Regions from separate parts of the Mus musculus genome. Here region 1 is linked to region 2. A link is a contact called in public promoter capture Hi-C data. All regions are on one chromosome and are shown on one strand. Each heading gives the region's core, a stretch centred on a gene start, on an enhancer-like site or on the middle of the called end of the contact. The rest is flanking DNA. Distances are from core to core; before and after follow the strand shown.

Region 1 (6,222 bases), core at 2,770-5,269, 350 kb after region 2:
CAGAAGATGTCACCTCAATGATTCTGGTGTCTTCTTAATCACCGCTAATTTCTTAGCTCCAGCTAACCAGCATCAATAGTCCCAGTAATGCAAAGTTTTGCTTTAGTAGTTCTGGTATCTTGTTAATCACAGCTGATTCTTCAGCCCCAGCTAACCAGAACCACAGAATCTTCCAATCAAAATAGCAACGGCCCTGATAAGAGTCTGTAATCTTCCCTCTGAAATTTCACAAGCCAGGCCTCCATCTTCTGCACTGTTCTCAACATTATCTTCCAAGTTCCTACACAACATCCCACAAAGCTCTTGACACCAAATGGATATTCTGGCCCAAAGATCCAAAGTCCTTCTACAGCCCTCCCCCAAACATGGTCAGGTTGTCACAGGAATACTCCACTATGCTGGTACCAATTTGTCTTAGTCAGGGTTTCTATTCCTGCACAAACATCATGACCAAGAAACAAGTTGGGGAGGGAAGGGTTTATTCGGCTTACACTTCCATATTGCTGTTCATCACCAAGGAAGTCAGGACTGGAACTCAAGCAGGTCCAGAAGCAGGAGCTGATGCAGAGGCCATGGAGGGATGTTCTTTACTGGCTTGCTTTCCCCTGGCTTGCTCAGCCTGCTCTCTTATAGAACCCAAGACTGCCAGCCCAGAGATGGTCCCACCCACAAGGGGCATTTCCCCCTTGATCACTAATTGAGAAAATGCCTTACAGTTGGATCTCATGGAGGCCTTTCCTCAACTGAAGCTCCTTTCTCTGTGATAACTCCAGCTGTGTCAAGTTGACACAAAACTAGCCAGTACAGTAAGAATTTGCAAAGACTGTGGAACTTTTAAAGTTATTTAGCCCTCAGTCACATCAGTGTTGAAAGTTCAAAATTCAAAGTCTCTTTTGAGATTCATGTAATCTCTTAACTGTAATCTCCTATAAAATCAAAATCAAAACACAGATTGTATACTTCCAACATATTATGGCACAGGATATACATAATTATTGCAAAACATCATAGCAAGGAAATACTGGACCAAAGCAAGAAAATACCAGCTGGCCAAACTCCAAACTCCATGTCCAATGTCAAAGCACTCTTCATATCTCTAACTTCTTTAATCCTTGTTGATAGTTGTTGACAGATCTGGCATTCAGCAACAACAAAATTCACTATTTGGGGCTGGTTCCACTCCCTATTAGCAGCTTTCCTCAGCAGGTAGGATCTTGTTCTAAAGTAAGCACTCCCTTAATCTGTTTATCTCCTCAAATACAGGATTTAGCTCAATTGTACTTCCTGGTCCCTTTTATTACTTAAACCAAACATTTTGTATTTTTCCTTCCTAAGGTGGCTAATCTTGATTAAAATACTCTCCATGAGAGTACACCAGAGGGCAAAGTCTATGCTGAGCTTTTCTGAGACTTCCTTTGTCAATGCAATTAGTATAAATCAGCAGACTCTTTAAGCAAGGATAAAAGGCAGCAACACTCTTCACTAAAACATCATAAGAACGAACTCCAGAGATTGAATCACCCTCAGCCCAATGTCTTCCATATTCCTGCTAGGATGGCCCATTAAGTCCCACTTAAAGCATTCCATGACTTTGCAAATCCCAAGTCCCCAAATCTACATTCCTCCAAACAAAAACACGGTCAGGTCTATTCCCAGCAACACCCCACTCCTGAATTGAAAATATAATGACTGGAGGATATGAGCAGTACCGTGAAATGCTGTGTTCAGTGCATGGCACGGCTGCTGCATACACGAGTTAACAATAGCTTGTGGTTACCCACACAAATACTGCATGAAATCATGCCAGTAAAATAACTCCAGCAATGGACTTGGGAGTGGCTTCCAAAGCCCCACCATTAACTGAGAGGCAACTGCTGGAATTTCAGGATTTCACTATGATCAGCAATGGCTCATATTTTTAATCCCCTCAACACCATTTCTAAACTCCTTCTCTTATATGTGATTATTTTTCCCATATAAGGAAGACAGTTAGGTCTTCTACTCTAATCACCCCCTTGTACGTGGTGTGCTTGAGCATGCATCCTCACATGGGCACAGGCACATGCGCACTTGCTTGCACACACACTCACACACACACACACACACCTGACATTCGAATGGACAATTGTTAACAAACATTTGTATGTCTTTAATGTGTAACTCTTATTGCAATAAACTATATAACTATATTTTGCTTGATTTCCTTTTTTTTAATTTATTTTTTATACACATAAAAAATATGTGTGTCTGTGTATGGTTGTGTGTTTACAATTTGTGTGCAGGCTCTAGAGGCCAGAGAAGAATGTCAGGAGTTGGATTTACAAGTGTTTGTGAGCTGCCCAACCTGGCTCTGGGAACAGAATCCAGGTTCCCTTGCAAAAGTGGTAAGCATTCTTGACAATTGAGTCATCCGACTCTTGAGATCCTACACTTTCATTTTACTTTGGTATTATTTTCTCTTTGAATTCTATTAGAAAATCAAAAATGCTCTTTTCTAAATACTGTGTCCCAAGACTTTAAAAAAATTCATTGTACAAGTAATTTAAATTTATTTTCAAATAATAGTATAACTATAACCATGTTTCATAACAATGTTACCCTCTCCAAGGTCCTTCTCATTTTAGTATGTAACTGCTCATTATTTTACCTATAATTAGCTAAAATTGTTATTTTACTTATAATTAGCTAAAATTACCTAGTACCTGCTAACGTTCCCATCAATTTGAGCATGAATACAATACAGAGAGAATTTTAAAAAGTAGTCATTTTCTTTGTATTATTTAATACTTTTTATGCATAGCAGGATATAAAATCAATATACAGTAAGCAATGTCATTTCTCTACTCCAATAAAGACTAGAGTGGAAGGGAAAATCAGAAACAAAATACCATTCATGGTAACGGGAAAAGAATTAGAAATAAAGCCCAGTAAAAGGGTAAAAAGACTTCAGCGATGACAACTTCAAATAGTAAAGAAATAGAATACTCAAGTCCACGAAGTGGCAGAAATAATACTGTTCAAATGAATATTCTACTGAAAATACCAACTCCCCCACACCCCTAAAAGAATGTCATCTGGTAAATACTGATCAAATACTCTTAGTCACAATTTCTTCTATTTGGAGAACCGGCCTCCAGCACACAAGCAAACGATGTAGATTGGCAAGCACCTGATCTACTTTACAGGGCTCACAAAAACGAAGTCTAGGAAAGCTTTTTAAAAACCCGAATTTTGGCTTCAGAAATGGTCAGGGGGAAAAAACCCATCATTGTACTTCTCTACTTTCTCTAAGATTGAAAAATTTGGCCTACTCACAGACGGCACAATTAAATACTCTTTAATCTCATCTTTAAAGGGCAGCGCGCGCGCGCACACACACACACACACACACACACACACACACACACACACACACACACACACACAGAGAGAGAGAGAGAGAGAGAGAGAGAGAGAGAGAGAGAGAGAGAGAGAGAGAGAGAGATTAATAAGTTCTCCCGGCCTAGTGTTCAACTGCAGTACTGTGAAGAATATAATTTACAAAGGCGATGAGAGAAAAGAATCGAAAGCAGCAGAGATATGCCTATAAGGCATACGAGCAACTGCTCACACCACCCAAGTCCCCTTACACCACAGTCTGGACTCCGCGTCACCAACCTGCAGTGCTGCAGTGTCTGCGGAGGCGCAGGTTCCAGGTGAGGACTAACCCCATGAAGATAGGGGCCTGGAACGAAGTAGCTTCCCTAGGACAGAACAGAGCGGGCTCCGGTGCCCGGTCGCCTGCTCTGCGCACAATTCCAGTGTCCCGCTCCAAGGCACACTAGGCTGCACAGCACCAAGGGAACGGCAGGCAACAGCGCCACAGACTGCAGTGTCACAAAGCTTTCACTTACGACTCCAGGAGCCCAAGGCATACTCACCATTTCCTCTTTCATATGCATCCAGGTGTTCTTCCTAATAGGCCTAAATACAGGAGATATAGTCCAGCCCCAACACCACCACAGACCTTCTCAACAACACAGGACTCAAACATGGCGGCAAGGGCGGGACCTTCCGAATGTACCGGTTCGTCATTGGACAGTTCATGAATAGCAGTAACAGCATCCCTGATTGAGGAAAGATAGTGACAGCCTTGAGCTTAAATGCCTTAATTAATAACATTCCTCTTTCCCAGTGCAGTTAGAATAGCGGATTCTTTTGTACGCCAGTTTTTTTGTTTGTTTGTTTGTTTGTTTTCCTTTTGTTTTTTAAGTGGACTAAGCCGGTTCCGACCTGTTTTATAACTTTGCCTTTAAGGGGAACAGGCTACTTTATGCACTTTGTTCTTGTGAACTCTGGGGCCCTCTACTGCTTTGATTACAGTGTCCAAGTTTGCCCTGCACATTTTTGATTCAAGTTCTTAATGGGAAGACCCACAGAATCAAAGATCTGTCCAGAGACAGGAACCAGGAGATCCTACTATGCAAACTCATGACTTTGGAATGAGGTAAAAGTGTTGTAAAGCTCTCTCACACGTTATGTTTCAATTTATTGATTTTGTTTGCTTGTTTTTATTGTTGTTTTGAGGCAGAATCTCTGCTATGTAGCTGTGGCTGTCTAAGTACTCACCATATACACCAGGCTTGTCGCGGATTTACAGTAATCCAACTGCCTTTGCTTCCAGAATGCTGGAATTTAAAGGTGTGGGCCACTATGCACTGCTACTCAACCAATCCATTTTTTTAATCAATAAAATTAGAGCAACAACCAATGAATACAATTATTGAATTACAGAAACACGAAGTTACATAGCAGTAATATTCAACATAGAATTCAAGACATATATAGAGTAACTCTTCAATTCAGACAAAAAATTTCCTTGGCTCAAAATCCAGAGGGATGTCTACATCTACAAATATACACATACATCACAACCGTCAACATCACAGTGACAAACAGCCCTTCTGTAGTGCTGAGGTAGAGACAACTAGGAAGTCTGGGAACTCACAGAGGATGCCTTCTATTGCTTCCTGTGGTGGTGGTGGTGGTGGTGGCAACCTCTTTCAACACCTTCATTTAGGTGCTTCTCAGCCATTCGGTATTCCTCAGGTGAGAATTCTTTGTTTAGCTCTGTACCTCAATTTTTAATAGAGTTATTTGATTTTCTGGAGTCCAACTTCTTGAGCTCTTTACATATATTGGACATTAGCCCCCTATCAGATTTAGGATTGGTAAAGATCTTTTCCCATTCTGTTGGTTACCTTTTTGTCTTATTGACAGTGTCTTTTGCCTTACAGAAGCTTTGCAATTTTATGAGGTCCCCTTCCCCCCACCAGACTCAGAAAATCTGGAGGGGAACTAGAAACCAAGAGAGAAATACCCATCCAACAAAGAAATCCAACAAAAGAAATCCAACAAAAGAAATCCAACAAAAGAAATCCAACAAAAGAAATCCAACAAAGAAATCCAGAAGTCAGCACCTGGATCTGTAATTCATCCAAAATCAGATGCCTACACTTAATCATAAAAACACCACCAATAACAGTGAGGCTACAACATGTCTCCACTAAAGTCCAACTATCCTAACCACAGCAGGCCCTGAATATTCAATCCGACATAGCTGAAGCACAATGAAAAGACCATAAAACTGACTGTATGAAGATGATAGATGTTCTTGGGATGAAAATAAATAAATTCTCTAAAGATGGCCAAGAAAACACACACAAATCGTGGAAATAAATAAATTTAACTGTTCAAGACCTGAAAATGAACATAAAAGCAGTAAAGAAAACACAAACTGAGGGAATTCTAGAAATTAAAAAAAATAATGAATTCAAACATGCACTACAGAGGCAAACTTCACTACCAGAATACAAGAGGATGTCAAGTATTAAAGATACAATAAAAAATGAATACATTAGACAAAGAAAATGCTAAATCTAAAAACGTCCTGATACAAAACATTCAGAAAATCTAGGACGGCTATTAAAAAAATCAAACCTAAGAATAATAAAAATAGAGGAAGACGAAGGATCCCACCTCACAGGCCCAGAAAATATTTTCAACAAGACCATCAAAGAAAAATTTTCCTAATATAAAGGACATGCCCATAAACATAGAGAACACCAAACAGACTAGACCAGAAAAGAAAGTCTCCTCACCACATAATAATCAAAACACTAAACATACAGAACAACAACAAAAAGAATATTAAAAGTTGCAAGGACCCTGATATAGCTGTCT
Region 2 (6,657 bases), core at 3,080-5,579:
AGCAATTTGAGGCTCAGAGAAAGTAACTTACTTGCTCAAGGCCACACAGCTGGTGAAAGATCGAAGCCAGCTTTAAAAAAAAAAAAAAACAAAAACAAAAACAAAAAACAAAAAACAAAAAACAAAAAAAACAAAACAAGGTTACTGGATCCCAAGCCAGAACTTCACAGTTTTTTTTTTTTCCAAAAGCCTGCTAAGGTTGGAGGATGCTCAATGAATGGTTATAGCTACCAAGTTCCCTGATGGGTGTGTGAAAGGGACCCAAGAATCCTAGCTAGAAGCCATGTCCTCGTTCTATCCCAAAGGTAAGAATGGAAAGTCCAGGCTTGGTGCTGGCTGCACACTAGGGAGTATTGATTTAATTCCTTGATCAATATTAGGTATCTAATCTCCACATCAGCTCTACTACTTCCTCTGGAGAATATGAGAAAACTTTAGTGCCCTGAGTTGAGGAAAAGTGTCCCATGACACAGCTGGAGCTGACAGGTGCCATCTGTTCCCACACATGATACTGATTCTTGAAAGTCACACATACGGAGTTCTGCTGCGTGTTAAGCATGACATGCAACAGTTCCCTGTAGCTATTCTTTGGCTACTTTGTGAGTTCTTCTTTCTTCCACCACTCTCCACCCCCTTTCACACACCCTATCAAGCCCCTAACACTAGATAAGGGAGAAGAGAGGACAGAGAGGAAAGGATAGGTCAGGGGTTGGGAGACAGATGGTGCCATCCTTAGACTACTTCCTGCTGAATAGGGGTGTGGAGTTCTTAGGGGCAAGTTTGATCTTCTGAGTCAGGATATCTAATTTCTTTTTGTTGTTTATTCTTTGCCCATGCATACTTAACAATGACCAACAACAACCCACCAACCAGCATACCTCTCAGGGTTCTAGCATTGATAATTCCTCTAAAAAGCCCCCAGAATTCCAAGTATCACACCATCACAGAAATGATATGCAGCTGGCAAAATCACATCCCTGCAAGAGCAGATGGTCAGCTACTGTGGACAATCTAAAGCAGCCTTATATCCCACACCTGGGATTAAAATGAAAACATATTCTTATATGTCTGTGTTTTTTTTTAAAAACAAAATTCCAAAATTGTCACAAGTTTCCTTTTTTAAATATTAATGGTATTTTAAAATATAAATGATAGTCGCATAGAGTAGTAAATGTTGTGCAAACTGCTACCTCCACTTCATATAAGAAAAGAGGGCTGTGGAGACAGCTAGGTGGGTGACTGTGATCTAGTCGTAGGCAGAGGCATGCCCTTGTCTTCTTGTTAATCCAACAGGATGGACCAGGGCTCTAGCTAGACACTCAGCTGTAGGAAGGGAGGCTTACCTGAAGATAATGTACTCTTTCTTCCCAGACCCTGGTGCAATGCCCAGGAGCCAACATGGGGTAGATCTGGTCTGCTCACCTTTCTGAGTCAGTAGTTTTCCCTTTTTCTTTCTTTTTCTTTTGGACACCTGCAAGAGTCTAACTATGCCTTATAAACTCCCTAACACTCTCAACTTCCTTACATCTTTTCTAAAGTTCTTTTCTTCATCGAGTGACTACCTGTTACCATGTGGTTGACCTTCATGCTGGCTTGGCTTTTCCAATCTCCTCCTCAACACAGCTTTGAGAATGACAGCTAGTGGGCCCTGGGAATTTCCTTTGAAACTCTAATAAATTATCCTTAATCTGCTTGAGTCTGTTATTGTCCTTGAGTTTCTTTTTATTAGTCACTTTTCTGTTGCTGCGATAAAGCAGCTTGGCCAAGGCAACTCATGAAAGAGTTTACTTTGGGTTATGGCTCCAGAGGGACAGAATCCATAATGGCAGGTGGCCATGGGTGCGGGAGCAGGAAACTGAGAGCTCACATCATGAACCACAAGCACCAGAAAAAGCAAACTGCAAGTAGGGTGAGGCCTTAAATTCTCAAAGCCCATCCCCATGGGACACTTTTCCTCAACTCAGGGCTCACGCTCTTCTTCCAGCCAGGCCACACCTCCTAACCCTCCCCAAAAAAGCCACCAAGTGAGGACAAATTATTGTTAACAGAATCTCAATTATTTGATTTTGCTACCAAACACTCAGGAGCCAGAGGCTGGGGTGAACATCTGCTAGCTCAGAGAAGCAGAGAAAGTACCCAGATGACCTTTCTCAGACAGCCTCCCAGAAGCAAATCTCCCTCACCATCTCCGAAAACCTCCTCCAAACTGAATCTCCCTCCCTTCTACTTCCTATGCATCTTTCTATCCATCTTCCTGACTTCCTGTTACTCTCTATGGCTTTTTCTTAATAATCCTATGTTCACTTCCGGTCAACTGGTTGCTTGCTCTGCCTCTTGACCTAAGATTGACTTTATTTAATCCTGTTTACAGTATTCAAGCACAAAGCTCTTGGATTAAAGGTGAGTGCTAAGGTGGAGCCAAGTCACAACTATAAACAGGTTTTTCCAGTAAATTACACTATCTCAAGGTTCACAGTGTTATCAAATATCCTGCAACAACAAAGTCGTCAGATGCCTTAGACTATGGGAGATGTAGCTCACTCAAACGACGACACTTTAATTATTGAGACAAAAAAAAATGGGGAAGCAATTCTTTTATTAACATATGATTAGTCTTCAGGAACTCCCCAAGATCTCCAGTAACATTTCTTCCCTGTGTTTTAAACCTTTAATTAAAACAAACAAACAAACAAACAAACAAATGCAAAAAACTGTTCCTGCAACCCTAGAGGGTATTACACTTGTGCAAACATAACAGCCTAGGTTCAAATCCCCAGAGCCCATAGAAAGTCGGGCATAATTGCACACATGCATAATCTTAGTACTTTTGTAGAAAAGGAGGTGGAAGTGGGGGAACCCCTGAAAGCCAGTGATTCATTGAGCTTGGATTACGCAGCTGCAAAATCAATAAGTGGCCCTCAAAAAAGGTGGCCTGTACAGACTGACCCTCAAGGCTGTTGTGTGACCAGTGCTGTGTTCTGCTTGTACCTGTCTGCTCAGGGCTGCTCTCCACCTCAACATCACATGTCTCCTCCCTCTCACCATGTCTCAGTTCACATATAGGTCAACCTAAGTTATGTTCTCCCAGCTGAGCTGCTGACTCCTGGCATCTGACCTGGGGACTTGGTCATTGGGCTGTACTCCTTTTTGCTGCTCCAGAGAGTAGTGGCTCTCTCCAGACCCTGAGCTGCTTCAGAGCAGCATTTGAATTTTGCCTGACTGTGTAGCTGGTAGGCAGAGGCATCCTGGACCTCCCAGTTTTGTGCCATGAAAGGCTACATGCAGGTCTCAGACCCCATGAGAGAAGTTTCTTTGTGCAGTGAGCAGAACTTGTCTCTAAGTGAAACTATACCACGCCCACATGGGCCCCACAAGATTCAAGGATTTTTGTGGAAGTTGGAGCGAAATGACTGTAAGAGCCAGAAGTCTAGAAGAATAGGACCAAACAATGCCTTCTGGGTATGGTAGGACCTCTGCTCTAGTGAGCTCACAGACGCTGCAGTGAACCCAAGATAACACCAAGCTCAAGATAACCAACATTCCAGCACTGGGGAAGGGATGGTGAGCCCTAGCCCCTAGTTGAGGAGTTATTGGCAGCTGATGGTGGTGGGAGAGTCAGCTTTCTCTGAGGGTCTGATCACTGGTAAGCCTTTTGTCCCTGATAGGCACTACACCTATTTGAATCAGTAAGTTATTTAAAAAAAAAAAAAAGGGAGGGGTGTGGGTAAGGAGCCAATCTGGAAGGAATTAAGCGGGAGAGTAGGAGGCAAGTCTGATCAAAACACATTTTATGCATAAAATTCTCAACAACAAATTAATAAAATATTGTGTATTTAAAAAAAAAAAAAGGTACATGCTGTGAGTGCAGTCCAGTGCAGAGGACTTTGGGAGATGGTCTGTGACCAAGCCTGGCCTGGTTGCATTCTCCTAGCAGGAGAATTCCTGTTAATGATTTTGCTAGATACACTGTCGTCTCTGACGAGTCTCTGACGCGTAGGGATACCCCTACTTGGCTGTGGATGTTAGACTCAGACTTACCTCTGCTAACCTCAGAGTTTTGCTCCCAAATCTCTCCTGCCCTCAACCTCCATCCCCATGCCCATCCTCCATCCCACCCCCCCACCCCCCGCCCTCCCCCATGATGTGAGAGGGAACAAGTTCTAAGGCTCTGGTGTTCATGCTGTGACCCTGAATTGATTTCACTCTGTACCCTGCTGACCCAACCCCCTCCTTTTGGCCTTCTGCCCCAGAGGGGAGGAGGCAGTTGGGCCTGTGAAGGATTGGCTGACACAACTGAGCTCAGCCTCCTTCAGAGCAGAAGCCAGGAACAAAGAAACTCTAAAGGAAGGAGAACCGTGGGAAACTCACTGTTCCTGAGAGAAGGTGCCTGGCTAAGAGTAGGTTAAAGAGAACTCTAAGCCTGAACCTGGCTGCTTATTTCTAGATAACCAGCTATCTGAAGCCAAAAAGTCAGAGTGATCCTGTTGGCTTCAGACATGGGGTTTTTCAGGTAACATCTCCTGGCAGTTTCATTCAGGAATTTTGGGTCTCTCCCTCTCTCCCTCTCTCCCTCTCTCCCTCCTCCTCCTCCTCCTCTACCTCCACCTCCTCTTCCTCCATATTACTGCCTATTTCCACCCCATGGATCTCTCCTCCTACAAACAGCCTTCATTATTCATATCCCTGGTCCATTATGCCTGATGGCCCCAACCTTCTTCCAACCTCCCAGTCTCACTGTCTGTCCATTTGCCCCACAGGATGCCACAGTTGGACCTGTCTTGGCTGGGACTGAGGCTGGAGGCATCCTCACCATGGCTGCTTTTGCTGCTGATCGGAGCTTCCTGGCTCTTGGCCCGTGTCCTGACTCAGACCTATATCTTCTACAGAACATATCATCATCTTTGTGATTTCCCTCAACCCCCCAAATGGAATTGGTTCTTGGGTCACCTAGGCATGGTGAGTGCAGCAATATATTGTGGGTCTTGTATTTTGGAGAGAATGGACCAGGAATGGACCTCAGGGGATGGGTCTGAAGTCCTCCAGCATCCTTCACTAGCTTTTCTCATGTCCCTGCCTCCACCCCTACTTTGCTCTGGATTAATTTCTAGTCCATCTTTCTTACACTGGTGGACACTTCCAAGGTAGACAATACAGAGTGAGGACCCCTGGGGTTCCCTCATTGTCTGCTGGACTTGAGGCCTCTTGGGAAGCTCTGTCCAACGTCAATGCCATTTTTCTGTCAATCCATATCAGGGTTTCCATGTTTGCCTGGGGGTAATCTCTGGTATTCCTCTCCTACCACCCATGAAGCAGGAGAGTTATGGGTTGTCTTCCTGCCTCTTGTTCCTGAAGCACTTTTTACTTAAAAGCTGTCAGTTCTTCCCTAAGATGGACCATTGAGTCCTGTTGCCCAACTGAGATAAGAGTTGTCTCTTCACCCTCCCGTAAGCATTCCTTGACCCCGTGCCTTAGATTTTGACCAAGTCTGTTCTTGCCTTTGGGTGACTCGGTCTCAGTTGCTTCACTTGCAAACACCGAAGCTCACAACATCTGTACACATCAGTGACATCATACGCAGGGTGATGTTTGGTGAGAGCATGGGGCCTCACAGGTAGGAGTTTCTGCCCTCCTAGAGAATTAGTGGTCCCCTCTTGTCCTGGAGTTGACTAGTCCCTGCTCTGCAGACCTTTTGCACAGTTGGAACTGCAGACCTATCCAAGTTTTGTTTTCATTCTGTTGCTGTGATAAAACACTGACCAAAAGTGACCTCAGGAGGAAAAAGTTTGTTTGAGGGTAGTCAAGGTAGGAACTCCAGCAGGAACTTGAGACAGAAAGCGTGGAGAAACACTGCCCATTTGCTCACTCTCAAGCACATGTTTAGCTAGCTTTTGAAAAATACAGTCCAGAACTATCTGTGCAGAAAATGGTGACAGGTAGAATGGCTGGGTGCTTCTAAATCAACTAACAATTAAGACAGTCCCCCAAAGATGTGCCCACAGACCACTCTGATCTGGCAGTACCATGCAACTGAGACTCCCTTCTCAGGTGAGTAGAGGCCCTGTCAAGTTGTCAATTACAACTAACAGGCTTCAATGTTGCCTAGACACCCCTAAGTCCCGGTTGAGACCTTCCCTGATGATGGTCCCTGGGGCTGAAATTAATACCACCAGAGAACATTCATCTTCGCAAGCCAAGGTGGCTATCTCTGACGTAGGCTGTATACCTTCTCCATTGGCCCTGGGATAGACCCTTGAGACTCAGCCATAACCCTGAGAAAGATGGAGCAGGACTCAGCACAAACCCATATAGTGTAGGCTACTTGTGCAAATCTTCACATCATGTTGCTGTCCTAAATATTGTAGGTATTTGTAAGACAATGGTGTTTATGTATCTAAATACATCTATATATAGGATAACAATAATAAAGATATTGTGCATAGGAATTCTTTGGGTCCATTATGAGCTTATAGGGCCAGGACCACACATATGTAGTGTGTCAGTGACAAGAACATCATTATGCAACACATGATTATATTCAAATAATTATATATACACATGTGTGTGCATATATATACACACATATATACATATATATATATATATATATATATTTAGAGAGAGAGAGATGCATGATACATTTATAAATTCTATACATTG

What was found. Capture Hi-C pulls out chosen DNA fragments and counts their contacts.
Region 1: a contact with region 2 is called in a promoter capture Hi-C map of adipose tissue. The contact joins the promoter of Zfp763 here to the promoter of Cyp4f15 in region 2. A contact is called at or near these places in 3 of 39 promoter capture datasets (the HPC-7 cell line, hippocampal neurons and liver), 4 of 115 datasets of contacts at active chromatin or transcription factors (astrocytes, embryonic forebrain and embryonic stem cells) and 2 of 9 other capture datasets (adipose tissue and macrophages).

Annotation. Positions count from the first base shown.
Region 1 is chr17:33,029,362-33,035,583 of GRCm38.p6, forward strand. Zfp763 (zinc finger protein 763) reads right to left here and starts at 4,020. Exons shown (of 4, transcript NM_028543.3): 1 at 3,921-4,020. The coding sequence starts at 3,941.
Region 2 is chr17:32,681,302-32,687,958 of GRCm38.p6, forward strand. Cyp4f15 (cytochrome P450, family 4, subfamily f, polypeptide 15) reads left to right here and starts at 4,330. Exons shown (of 13, transcript NM_001346538.1): 1 at 4,330-4,510; 2 at 4,758-4,956. The coding sequence starts at 4,497.